2 separate regions of the Mus musculus genome follow, and region 1 is linked to region 2. Evidence: chromatin contacts called from public HiChIP or PLAC-seq data. All regions are on one chromosome and are shown on one strand. The core of a region is the stretch at or near the end of the contact, and the rest is flanking DNA. Distances in the headings are between cores, read along the strand shown.

Region 1 (5,721 bases), core at 1,667-4,166, 100 kb after region 2:
AGAAAGAGGGCCATAGGTGCATGCAAAGGAGTCTGGGTACTCTCAGGGGATTCTGGGATCAGGGATTCTGGAGCTATACTCACGTGATGAGGATGGACTGATTCTCCCGATCTGGAAGAGAGAGGAGGAGAGGCAATGGGTTGAGGGATGCGAGTCCAGGTGAGAATTCAGGTTGAGGGGACCCAGGTCTGAGCACCAGGCTTACCTGTCAGCATGTACTGATAGGCGTTGTCAGAGATGGAGAAGATGTGAGGAGGGGCCTCGCTCCTCTTCTTGCCCCGGTAGGCAGCCACCACTTCCGCATTGTACACAGGCAGCCACTTGTAGGGGTTGACGGTGACGCAGAAGAGGCCCGAGTAGGTCTGAGGGTAAGGAAGAGCAAGTGAGGGGTGGTTGTCAGAATTAGAGAAAGACCCCAGGAGACAATGGGAACAAAGGGCGAAGCGCAGAATCAGTCTGGTTTTATAACGGAGCCAAAGGAGCAGGGGCTGGTGTAGAGTGCCATACTCCTTGGACACAGAGCAGGCAGGTAGGTGGCTTGGCTTCAGGAGACTGCTCTTGCCCAGGAAGCTCTGGGTTCTGGGTGATGGACCGGTGCTGCACTCACATAGATCATCCAGGAAGCGTAGCGCTCCTTGAGGTTGTACAGCACAGCCGGCTCATGCAGGAAGGTCAGCATGGCCATGTCCTCGATCTTGTCGAACTTGGGTGGGTTCTGCTGCATCACCTGGTCCTCCTTCACAGTCACCGTCTGGAACAGCCCACAGAGGCCCTCATGTCAACCTGTGTCTGCCCTGCTCTATCGGCATGAGGGCAGCACGGCAAGGTATGGAGTTGGGGGCAGGGGGGGGGTGTATAGCTGAGGAGAGACTGGAGTTAGATGTTGGGAGTAAGGAGACTTTTGGGAGAGTTTGGACCCCCACCCTACCCAAAGGACGGGAAGCTTGGGGGTCCTCAGGTGTGCACGCCTGTCCCCTCTCTGGGCACCCTAGGTATGGGGCTCTCTTGAGTGGCCTCCCCACACCAGTCCCGACACCTACCTTGCCATTCTCCGTCTCAGCAGTGACTTTGCCACCCTCTCGGGACACGATCTTGGCCTTGACAAACTCTTCTTTGTCATCGGGCACAAAAACATCTTTCTTGAGGTCAAAGGGCCTGGTCTGTGCCTCCAGCCTCTCCTTCTCAGACTTCCGCAGGAAGGGGGCTGCAGCCCCAAATGCAGCCATCTCTGCATCCGCCATGGCTGAGCCTGGGGTGAGGAGCAGCTGTTACCTATATGCCTTCCCGCACCTTGGGCTCTCCCGCTCAGTGGCAGCTCCCAAATCCAGTACTGTGCTCAGCACTCAGGAGTTTACCCTTCTCCAGGCTCACCCCTAAACCAGAGAGCAGCCTGGCAACTGTGCCAAGGCAAGGGGGCAGCTTTACTTTCGTTCACTTGGAGCACTCTTTGAGTGTGTCCTGACCGTATTTCGGGGAAAGAACTCTGTATCAATCTCTGACTGTCAATAGTCCCTGCCCCTCACTGGCCCTGAGTATGAAGCTTCTGGACACCAGGCCATTGTCTCTGAGCAGGCAGAAAGGAACCTGCCAGGCTTTGGGCTTGGGGCTTTGGGCTTTAACTATGTGCAGTTTTACCAGATCTCCCAACATTTGGACTCCAACTTTTCTCACCTTGGATTCTCAAACGTGTCTAGTGATAGAGAGGTAAGCCCAGGCCTGTAGAAGAGCTGGAGAAAGGGAAGAGACGGTGTCAGGACAGGCTGTGGCCCAGCCTGGCTTCTGGCACCTCCCTCCTCTCTGGCTCTGTTCTTCAGCACGTGGAAGAGTGATTAGCAGCGCTGGTCAGCCTTTCTGGTCACTGGCATCCTTCCTTTTCAAGCTCTATCTCCTTTCTCCCAAAGACTAACAACCTCCGAGCCCCAGTCCTCCGCCCTTAGGGGCTGTTCTACCCTTACCTGTACTCCTCTGCTGAGGCTTCCTTTCTCGGAGCCACCTACAACACAACAATAGTCACAATGCACTCTTGCTGTTCACTCTCGCGGCTGCCCCTTGGGTACGTGAGGAAGTGGAGGCTGAAGCCTTACTTTTCTCAGAGCACAGGACAAGTAGCAGAGTCCAGATTTCAGACTCGAGCCTCATGATTCCAACAGCCCTCTGACTACCCTCGCACACCCCAGCCTCCCCTGCACACGCCCTGATAAATACACATGCCTTCTGCTTGTGCCCACACTTGACGTGAATGTAAACTTCCTTCCATCCTCAGCACACATGCTCCCCACAGTGTTCATGTGCAAACAGCCCAGCACATAGGCAGGCTCCTGTGGCTGCGTGTTCTTCAGCATACGAAGACCAGAGCCCCCCACACCTGCATGTCTGTGAACTGCTATTTCAGAGACTACACGCAGGGTCATATCCTACATAGTAATAACCCCTCTATGTACAGTCAGACACTTCCCCAAACATAGGCAGGCTCTAGTGTTCACAGAACTGGCTTCCTTAAGAGTTATTCTCCATCATTCTGTCCCTCTTCTGCCAAAATGCTTGTAACCAGGCATGAGGTACCTTATGTGATAAAATATAAACTGATCCTTACATTTAAGATATGTGTGCTTGTACTTGCGCACGCACACATGCACGCACATGCTCACACACTGCTATTGCATTCTGGGCCATATGCACATATAGATATCCACCCCCCACCTTGGAACACTTGGGCTCCCACATTCCTACGGCACAAGCATGCGTATTTAGATCTGCACAGGAGTGTTCAATGATAACCTGGTACTACATGCCAGAAGCCCGCTGCTGTTCTAGAGGAATCACTTCCTGAACCTGGAGCCCCTTATCCCAGAGGGAAGCCTCCAGCTCCCACTCCTACCTGAGGGTAGCAAGTAAGGAAACAGCAGGAGAATGCTCAGAGCCAGACCTGGTCTCAGGGGCTGTATATATGGGGCAGCAGGGTGCCCCATCCCCCACCTGCACCCAGTCCCTAGCCAGATTTAGAAAGGGCTGTTGTCACTAAAAGCATTTCCCCCGACTCTCCCCCCCTTCCCTTGTCCAAACAGTACTCCCCCCTCCTCCCCCAGCTAGGAAACAATTGGAAGTGGTCGTCATTGTTGTGGCATGGCATGTTCAGGGTCTGAGTTCCAGGGGGTGGGGCAGCTTAAAGTGAAGCAAAAATATCTCTAACATTCCACGGCTCACTAGAGAGTAAGCTGACCACGACCACCACGACCTCAAGCAGGCAGGGCCCTGGCTGGCCTGCAAGAGGGTCCTGCTGACCCTGGCATTGCTGCCCCCTTAGAAGCCTTGCCCCCAGTGCTAGCCTGGCCCTATTTCCAGTATCCTCCCCACACTCCTGGCTTGAGTCCTGCATCTGTCTGAGGTGGGAAGGGGTTGGGTCACAGCAGCTGAGAGGGGCAGGGCAGAGTTGGGGGCATGGCTCTGGTATGGTGGTTGGATTGGAGCAGATAGAAGGTAGTAGGTTCCTGTTAGGACCAGAGAGTTTGGACACAGGAATTCTGGCTCACACACTGCTTTCCTTGGGCCAGCAGGCAATGTGTCCCTGGGATCATGGTGCTTCAGAGCCAGGCAGATCTTTAGTGATCCATTTAAGTGCTTTGCTTTAGGGGGTGGGGGTGGGGGTGGGAGATGCTTCCTCTAAGATTGCACAGCTTCAGCGAAGCAAAAGTGGGGAACCTCAGCAGATAGGAAGTTGATCCCAATCAGGGGAGGAGGGCTAGGGATGCTAAGAAGTATGCCAAAGCTGTTTGGGGAGGAGGACCAGTTGCTCATGGTCCTGCTTTAGAGCCCTTTCCTGTTCTAGCGCTGCCCTGCAGATTTTCGAGGCGCAAGGCCTGAGCCTCCCAGGGTTACCCAGGGCTGTAGATGATATGGCTACGGCTGCCTGGTCCACCTGGCCTCTGTCTAGCCGTGGGTGCAATCTTTGTTCTTCCTAGTGGAGAGAGGGACAGGACAGGAGAGACCTTGTCTTCCCCTGCAGGCCCCGGGAGCAACGCTGGCACCCAGCCTCGTTCTTGTTCTTCCAGCTATAGAAGCTTCACTGCTCGGTGTCTAGGCAACAGACTCAGGGTTTAGTTTGAAATCCCCTTTCTTCCCAAACACAGCTCTGAGCGCATGCGGATTAATCCAGTTGATTAGATGTCAGTTTGAAGGAGAGAGGCAGGCCTGGGGGATGGGCTGCCAGCAAAGCAGGTACATTGTGAAGGTGGGGTAGGCATGGCAGGGAAAGGAAAAATCCAGGAAGGGCTTCTGTGGGGTTTCTTGGTAACCAAAGCAGGGGTAAGGATGCTGAGCAGCTGTGTGCAGTGTGCAGGGGGAAGGCAGGGGGAAGGTGGGGGGAGGACCACAGACTGTAGGGGCTGCACCTCAATGCAGCTGCAGCTCCGCAGTCCTCAGAATGCAGTTGCAGTTGCTGAAGAACTGGTCTTGCGACCCTGCCAGGTATTAATAGAGCAGCCTCCCTAGGAGGAACCTCCAGGGCCGAAGGAAGGCTAAAGCTCTCCCAGGCTCTTCTTTTTTTTGGGGTGGGGGGTGGTTTGAGACAGGGTTTCTCTGTATAGCCCTGGCTGTCCTGGAACTCACTCTGTAGACCAGGCTGGCCTCGAACTTAGAAATCCACCTGCCTCTCCCTCCCAAGTGCTGGGATTAAAGGCGTACCACCAGGCTCTCCCAGGCTCTTCTAGCTTTCCCAACAGAAGAAGGTGCCTTCCCGCCATGCTCTGGGAGAGGGCTCAGGCACAGGTGCACGCACTGAGATGGATAAAGAAAGCTTGGGACTCAGGCGAGCCATTTTAAAGCCAGTGTCTTTGAGTGGGGCCAACCTGTGTGGCTGTGGGATTAGGTAGCCATCTCTACAACTTAGCCACACACCCTTTCCCCCTTCTTTCAGGTTTGGAGGGCTTTGGTCTAAAGGTGTTTTTGGAGTATTGTTCTCAACTCTGCAAGGCAGAATTTAAAAGCCAGTTTCCTAATTTTAAGATCTCTGTCTCATATCCCAGATGTTTGGCCTCCTGCTTGCTGCTGTTGGCGGTTGGGTGGCTCTTCCCATCCTTTCCTATGTGAGTATTCATTGAGGGCCAACTTTGAGCTTGGCACTGATGTGGTCAATGGAGATACGTAACAATGAACCAAAGCAAAGACCCCTGCTCCGGGAGCTTTGTCCAGCTGATTGTAGCAGTGGACCCAGGCTTCAGAGTACAGCTTGTGCTTTGCATGCGTGCGTGACATTCCTAGTGGAGAGAATGGGGGCCCGAACCCATGTGAGGAGTGGGTGGTGATGTGGAGCACACTACAGAGTGACAAGAGACAAGACAAAGGGGCAGCAAGTGCTATAAATAAAAAGGGAGGCTGCTTCGCTGAGGTCGACCAAATAAGGCCTGGACAGAAGGAAGGTGATCCGCCTCCCGAGCCTCCCCTCCCCAGGCATTGTGCCTGCTTTGTCTGGGCTCTGTCACCACACTGATCAAATGTCAGGTCCAAATAGGAGCCATTTGCTGTGAACATGCCAGTGGAGACCAGCGGAAAGTTTGCTAAAATTACTGCTGGGAATTAGGGGGAGGTGGGGGTCTGCAGTCTTGAACTAAAGGAGAACTGAGCGTGGAAAGAGAATTCTGAAAGGAATCTCAAAACCCAAAGGGAGAGGCTCAGGAGGAGGCAGAAGAGGTAGGGCGTCTGGCCCAAGGGGAGGAGGAGGCCTTA
Region 2 (5,691 bases), core at 1,676-4,175:
CATATACATACATAGAAAAGTAGTAAGTCTTTCAAAATAGCATAAGGCTTCAAGTCATATGTCATCACTGACCAGTGAAATATAATGCAAGTCACAAAAAGAGTTTTACATTTTTCTAGGGGCCTCATTAAAAATTGAGAGAGCCTTTAATCCTAGCATTTGGAGGTCAGAAGCCATAGGATCTTACTCTGTAGCTATGTAGCTCACTATGTCCTGAAACACACTATGTAGATAAGGCTGACCTTGAACTCAACCTGTCTCTGGGCCCAGCCCCCCCCCCGTTTTTTTTTTTTTTTTTTTTTTTGAGACAGGGTCTCATGTAGCCCAGGCTAGCCTCAGCTTTCCTATATAAGTGAGGCTGGCCTCGAACTCCTGATGCTTCTGCTTCCCCACCCCCCAAGTGTTAGGAATTCAGGAGTCTGTTATGTTATCACACCTAGCTCTGTGGGATATTTTGTTTTTTAAAGATTTTAAAAATGTATACGTGTGTGGGAGAGAGTATGTGCATGTGTGTTAGTACCTGTGGAGGCCAGAAGGTGTTGGATTCGATAGAGCTGAAGTTACGGGTGGAGTGAGCATGTAGGTGCAGAGAGCTGAACTCAGCTCCTCTGTAAGAATATCAAGAGCTGTGGCTTTTGAGACAAGGTTTCTCTGTGGCCTGGCTGTCCTGAAACCCAACCTATAGACCAGCTGGCCTCAAACTCACAGAGATCCACTTGCCTCTGCCTCCCAGTGCTGGGATTAAAGGCGTGTGACTCTAGTTACTCACTGTGCAGACTGGCCTGGGACTCCTGGTTGTTTTTCTGCTTCAGCTTCTCAGGTGCTAAGATTACACATGTGTATCACAATGCTGAGAGGAAAATAATAACCTCAGCATGCTCCTCGGGTAGGAGGATCTCAGGTGTAAGGCCAGACTATATAATACAGCCCTGTCTCAAAACAAAAACAAAAACAAAAAAAAAACAAAAAAACCAACCAAACAAAAAAACACACAGCCGGGCAATGGTGGTGGCGCATGCCTTTAATCCCAGCATTTGGGAGTTTAAAGCCAGGCTGGTCTACAGAGAGAGATCAAGGAAAGCCAGGGCTACACAGAGATCCTGTATCAAACAACAAAATTCAATCTAAAGGATTTAGGGGAATATGGTTTTGCAAAGGTTATTTAACAGATGGGTGTGGCAGCACACACCTTTATTCCCAGGGTTTAGGGAGTAGAGGTAGGTGGGGTCTGTGTGAGATTAGGTCAGCCTAAACTATAAATTGAGTTTCAGGCCAGTCAGTCAGTCAGTTAGATCCTGTCTCCAAACACCACCATCATCACACGAAGGCATTTGGTAATCACATTTCCCTTAGTTAACCTTGCTTAAATTGGGTGCCAGCAAACCCTTCAGATTTTGAATTGGCTGGAATCGGTGTAAGGTTCTTTGGAACGCATTTGGTGCCTGACTTCGGTGATCAACTTCAGTTCAGATGGATCCGCAGCAAGAGTGCGACTCTGCTTCCAGCTCCCAAGCTTCTGAGGTAAGGCCTGCAACTGTGGGGTCAATCAGCTGTGCTTCCGACTTTGCTTTTGCCCCACTCCCCTGGTGCGACCAAGTTAGCCATTTTGATTGTGCTTGTATGAATCTATCCCTCAGACTTGTAGTTTGGTCTGTCTACAAAAAGTCCGTCCTCTTGCAGATTTAGCACTACTGTTCTTTAATTTTTATAAATGTGTGGAATTTCTTCTGGAGTGTGGGTATCATACTATCGTCTCCAGGGCCAGATCTCATGGTTATTTGAAGGTGCAGAGCTGTCTTGAGAATTTGCATGGAGAATTTCCCCCAGTGGTCTTCAAAGTGGTTTGGAAGCTAGGAAATTACACCTAGAAGTTGCAGTCACCCAATAATCACACAAATTTGCGGATAGAAATATAAACAGGACTTGGCCCCTTGTCTGCGGGCACTCTGCTTAGCTAGGAAGGAGCACAGAACGGTTAAGAGTGCAGTGGAAATAGGCCCACTTGTCTCAAGATAAAATGGGAAACCTGGTGGAAGGCATTCTCACTGAGGTGGTCTGGTTTAGGAGAAACTGCACATATGGGACTAAAGCTGTGAACCTCGGGTAAACCGGGGAAAGTGTGGAGACCATACTTGCAAACTAGCCCTAAGTAAGGAATTTTTGACACGTCAGCTGGCCAAGAAAAAGAGGGTGTTGTAATAAGTTAGGCAAGAAAACTGGCTGAATCTTAGTCTAAAACAATAACCTATGCAGAACAACGGGACACAACTCCTAGTGGGAGTGAGGTTTGCTGATCCTTACTTTTTTTTTATTTTTGAGGTTACTTTTCTATGTAGTGTTGACTGGCCTGGGAACTCATTCTGTAAGTAGTCTAGTTTTGAACTCACAGAAATCTACTTGCCTCCGCTTTCTGAGCGCTGGTATTAAAGGCGTACGCCACCACACTCCGCCTAGGAATTCCCTAGTTTTAAGCCAGGCCATCCTTTCGAGAGCAAGGTTCACCTGTCGCACAACGGGTGTCTGCCCGTCGAATCCCATAAGCCAATCGGCATCCAAGAATGGGCCACTTCGGTGAGGCGTTTGGAAGATTGGTCCTTTTCGCCTCACCAGTCAGAGGCCAATTGCGGAGCATCCTCCATGTTGTGGGCCCGCCCATGGGTGGAGGATGAACGGAAGGTCGTCACAGTGCGGGCGTATTGTTACCTAAGGACTCAACAGGAGGTGGGGTGTGTTGATTGACAGGCATATTTCACCTACCGGGTTTAGAGAATTTGGCACAGTGGCCCGCCTTAGAGGTGGGGCCTCGTTTGATTGCCAAGTAGAATTCCCCAATAGTATTCGAGCTCGGGGTAACGGGCAGGCTGACTGACTAATGAATCCTCGGCGTGGCCGGCTCAGTTCTCCAATCGCCGATCGGCGGGCCCCAGTCTGAGCGGCGATGGCGGCGGCGGCGGCGGCGGCAGCAGCAGCGGGGGCTGCGGGCGGTCGGGGCTCCGGGCCGGGGCGGCGGCGCCATCTTGTGCCCGGGGCCGGTGGGGAGGCCGGGGAGGGGGACCCGGGGGGCGCAGGGGACTACGGGAACGGCCTGGAGTCTGAGGAGCTGGAGCCTGGGGAGCTGCTGCCGGAGCCCGAGCCCGAAGAGGAGCCGCCCCGGCCCCGCGCCCCTCCGGGAGCTCCGGGTCCTGGGCCCGGCTCGGGAGCCCCCGGCAGTCAGGAGGAGGAGGAAGAGCCGGGACTGGTTGAGGCCGACCCCGGCGACGGCGCCATTGAGGACCCGGTGAGGGGAGGAGGGCGAGCGAGCGGGCCGGGTCATGGGAGGCCCAGAGCACGGACAGGAGGCAGGCAGGCGGGGGGTGGGGTTGGGCGGGGAATAACGTGGCTGGTGGCGGGCCGAGGCCGTTCGTGAGCGGCCTGGTGGGGCATCATGGGTGTCTAGGGTGGCTCTAGAGAAGGTAAATTGACTCTTTTCATTTTTTCTGCGTGTTTTTTTTAAATAATATTTTTTATTTCAATCACGACCCTCGCACGAGGCGAGGGAAATGGCCGAGCACGGCTGTGGCCGGGCCCAGACAAAATGTACGGCACAGCCCCTGCGTCTGGTTAACTGCATGCCCTGCTCATTCATTGTAGGAGCTAGAAGCGATCAAAGCTCGAGTCAGGGAGATGGAGGAAGAGGCTGAGAAGCTAAAGGAGCTACAAAACGAGGTAGAGAAGCAGATGAATATGAGTCCACCCCCAGGCAATGGTGAGTAGATCGCCTCATGCACGCACAGTCCGGATCTTTGGTTGATAGGGTAGTGGGGGAAGACTGCAGCGTGGCAGAAGCCGGGGACCTTGAATGAAGCTGCTCGTCTGAGCAATTTTTTCTGGGCAGGTGCTGTGGTCATAGTCCATTACGTGTTCTACTGACCTTTGTTAGACACAAGCCGTTTTGGTGAAGAGATAGTCTTGTGCCTTCCTTTGTCTCATTTATAAATGTGTTTCTCTTTGTTCTTAGTTTGTCTGTACCCTTCTTGGGGCGATTATCAGCTGGCATTTGACCTTCAAGTCTTAACACTTTTCAGTTGGAGACCCTTTAGTTAGGACTTAGGAACTGACTGGTGGCTGTAAGGGAGGGAGTTCTTTAAAAATGTTAGATTTCAGTCCATTCTGTTTTGTTTGCTTTGAGGCATTTCAGCTAAAGCTGAATAGAGACTCGACTTGAAAAACGTAAAATCTTAACACCGTTTTTTATGGTCTTTTAAGAGGTAGTTTCTCTAATGTATATTGAAACCTACTATGTGCTAAACACTGTTATAGGTAATTGGTATAGTAGAAGTATACCCAAAATTTAGCCTGCGGGTGGAAGTGTGTGTGTATTGATCGAGCAGAAGATGTGCTTGCCTAAGGTAATTTTTTTCCCCTCTAAAAGCTGGCCCAGTGATCATGTCTCTTGAGGAGAAGATGGAGGCTGATGCCCGCTCTATCTACGTTGGCAATGTATGTATCAAGGAATAGTCTGCTTTGGGTTTTGGGGGGGACTTTTGTTTCTTATTCCTTACTTTGTTATGTGTTCAAATTGGAGTTTCCCCAGTACTTGTCAAGTGTTCCTTTCCTTAGGTGGACTATGGTGCAACAGCAGAAGAGCTGGAAGCCCATTTTCATGGCTGTGGTTCAGTCAACCGTGTTACTATACTCTGTGACAAATTTAGTGGCCATCCCAAAGGGTAAGTAGGAGGATAAGTTGAGATCATTTTACTCACATTTTAAAAATACGTGAAAAATACATGAGCTCGGAATCGAACCTAGGACCTTGAACATGCTGATGTGTGCTGTCAATCTAGTCAAAAGAGTGTTAACTCGTTTTAAAGGTTCTTATATATGTGGTCGGTTGGTTTTGTTTTCAAGTCAGAGTTTCTCTGTTTAACCCTGGCTGTACTGGAATTACCTCTATAGACCAGGCTGGCCTTAAACTCAGAATTAAACTGGGATTAGACTTCAGGTTTATACCACCATGACTGGCCTAACTTGAGCTGGGCGTGGTGGTGCACGCCTTTAATCCCAGCACTTGGGAGACAGAGGCAGGGATTTCTGAGGCCAGCCTGGTCTACAAAGTGAGTTCCAGGACAGCCAGGGTTACACAGAGAAACCCTGTCTCAAAAAAACAACAAAACCAAAAAAAAACATTTCCCAAAGAATAGTAATTGCTTATTAAAACAAGTAGGTTTTGCCTGTTAAGTGTCTCTATATATCAGTAGTTGTATATTAAATGCCTTCAGAGACCAGGTAATAAACTAAAGACTGGGCAGGGGTGGGATTGTAAACTAGAAAGGGAGGGCAGCATTAGTCAGCACCAGCTGTTTGTGTATGGCTATATAGAAATCTGGGTCTTGTTGATTTAATTTTGGTGCTACTGGAGACTGAACCTTTGGACTTAGAATGTGTGCTAGGCAGGTCCTCTTACTGAGGCATGTCATACACTCACACCTTTTCAAACTTTTTATTGTGAAATGGGTTCTCTTAAGTGGCCCAGGTTGGTCTTAGCAGCTCTGTAGCTTGCACAGACCATGAACTTAGGTTCCCCTGTCTCAGCCTACTGAGAAGCTGGGATTATAAACTGTTCATTATACTCAATAATGTTTAGAAGTTTTTAAAATGTTAGCATACTATACTTCCAGTTAACTGTATTACAAGTTGGGTTTAACCTGTAAG

Evidence for each region. HiChIP or PLAC-seq counts read pairs in DNA pulled down with a chosen protein or histone mark.
Region 1: an H3K4me3 HiChIP or PLAC-seq map of embryonic stem cells shows a contact between it and region 2, with 42 read pairs. The contact joins the promoter of Myh7 here to the promoter of Pabpn1 in region 2. A contact is called at or near these places in 20 of 39 promoter capture datasets (the 3T3-L1 cell line, the C10 cell line, the HPC-7 cell line and 15 more), 60 of 484 Hi-C or Micro-C datasets (the 63-12 cell line, the AML12 cell line, the BV-2 cell line and 36 more), 20 of 115 datasets of contacts at active chromatin or transcription factors (a beta-TC-6 cell line, bone marrow-derived macrophages, craniofacial prominence and 14 more) and 7 of 9 other capture datasets (adipose tissue, embryonic stem cells, embryonic tail and 4 more).

What each region holds. Positions count from the first base shown.
Region 1 is chr14:54,991,633-54,997,353 of GRCm38.p6, forward strand. Myh7 (myosin, heavy polypeptide 7, cardiac muscle, beta) reads right to left here and starts at 2,917. Exons shown (of 41, transcript NM_080728.3): 1 at 2,879-2,917; 2 at 1,956-1,993; 3 at 1,672-1,727; 4 at 1,041-1,249; 5 at 608-751; 6 at 206-362; 7 at 84-111. The coding sequence starts at 1,241. Gm31251 (a long non-coding RNA gene) reads left to right here. Exons shown (of 9, transcript XR_001781261.1): 7 at 5,022-5,081. RefSeq lists an enhancer at 5,262-5,592.
Region 2 is chr14:54,891,218-54,896,908 of GRCm38.p6, forward strand. It overlaps Pabpn1 (poly(A) binding protein, nuclear 1), which reads left to right and starts at 2,926. Exons shown (of 7, transcript NM_019402.2): 1 at 2,926-3,277; 2 at 3,631-3,745; 3 at 4,412-4,479; 4 at 4,600-4,706. The coding sequence starts at 2,939.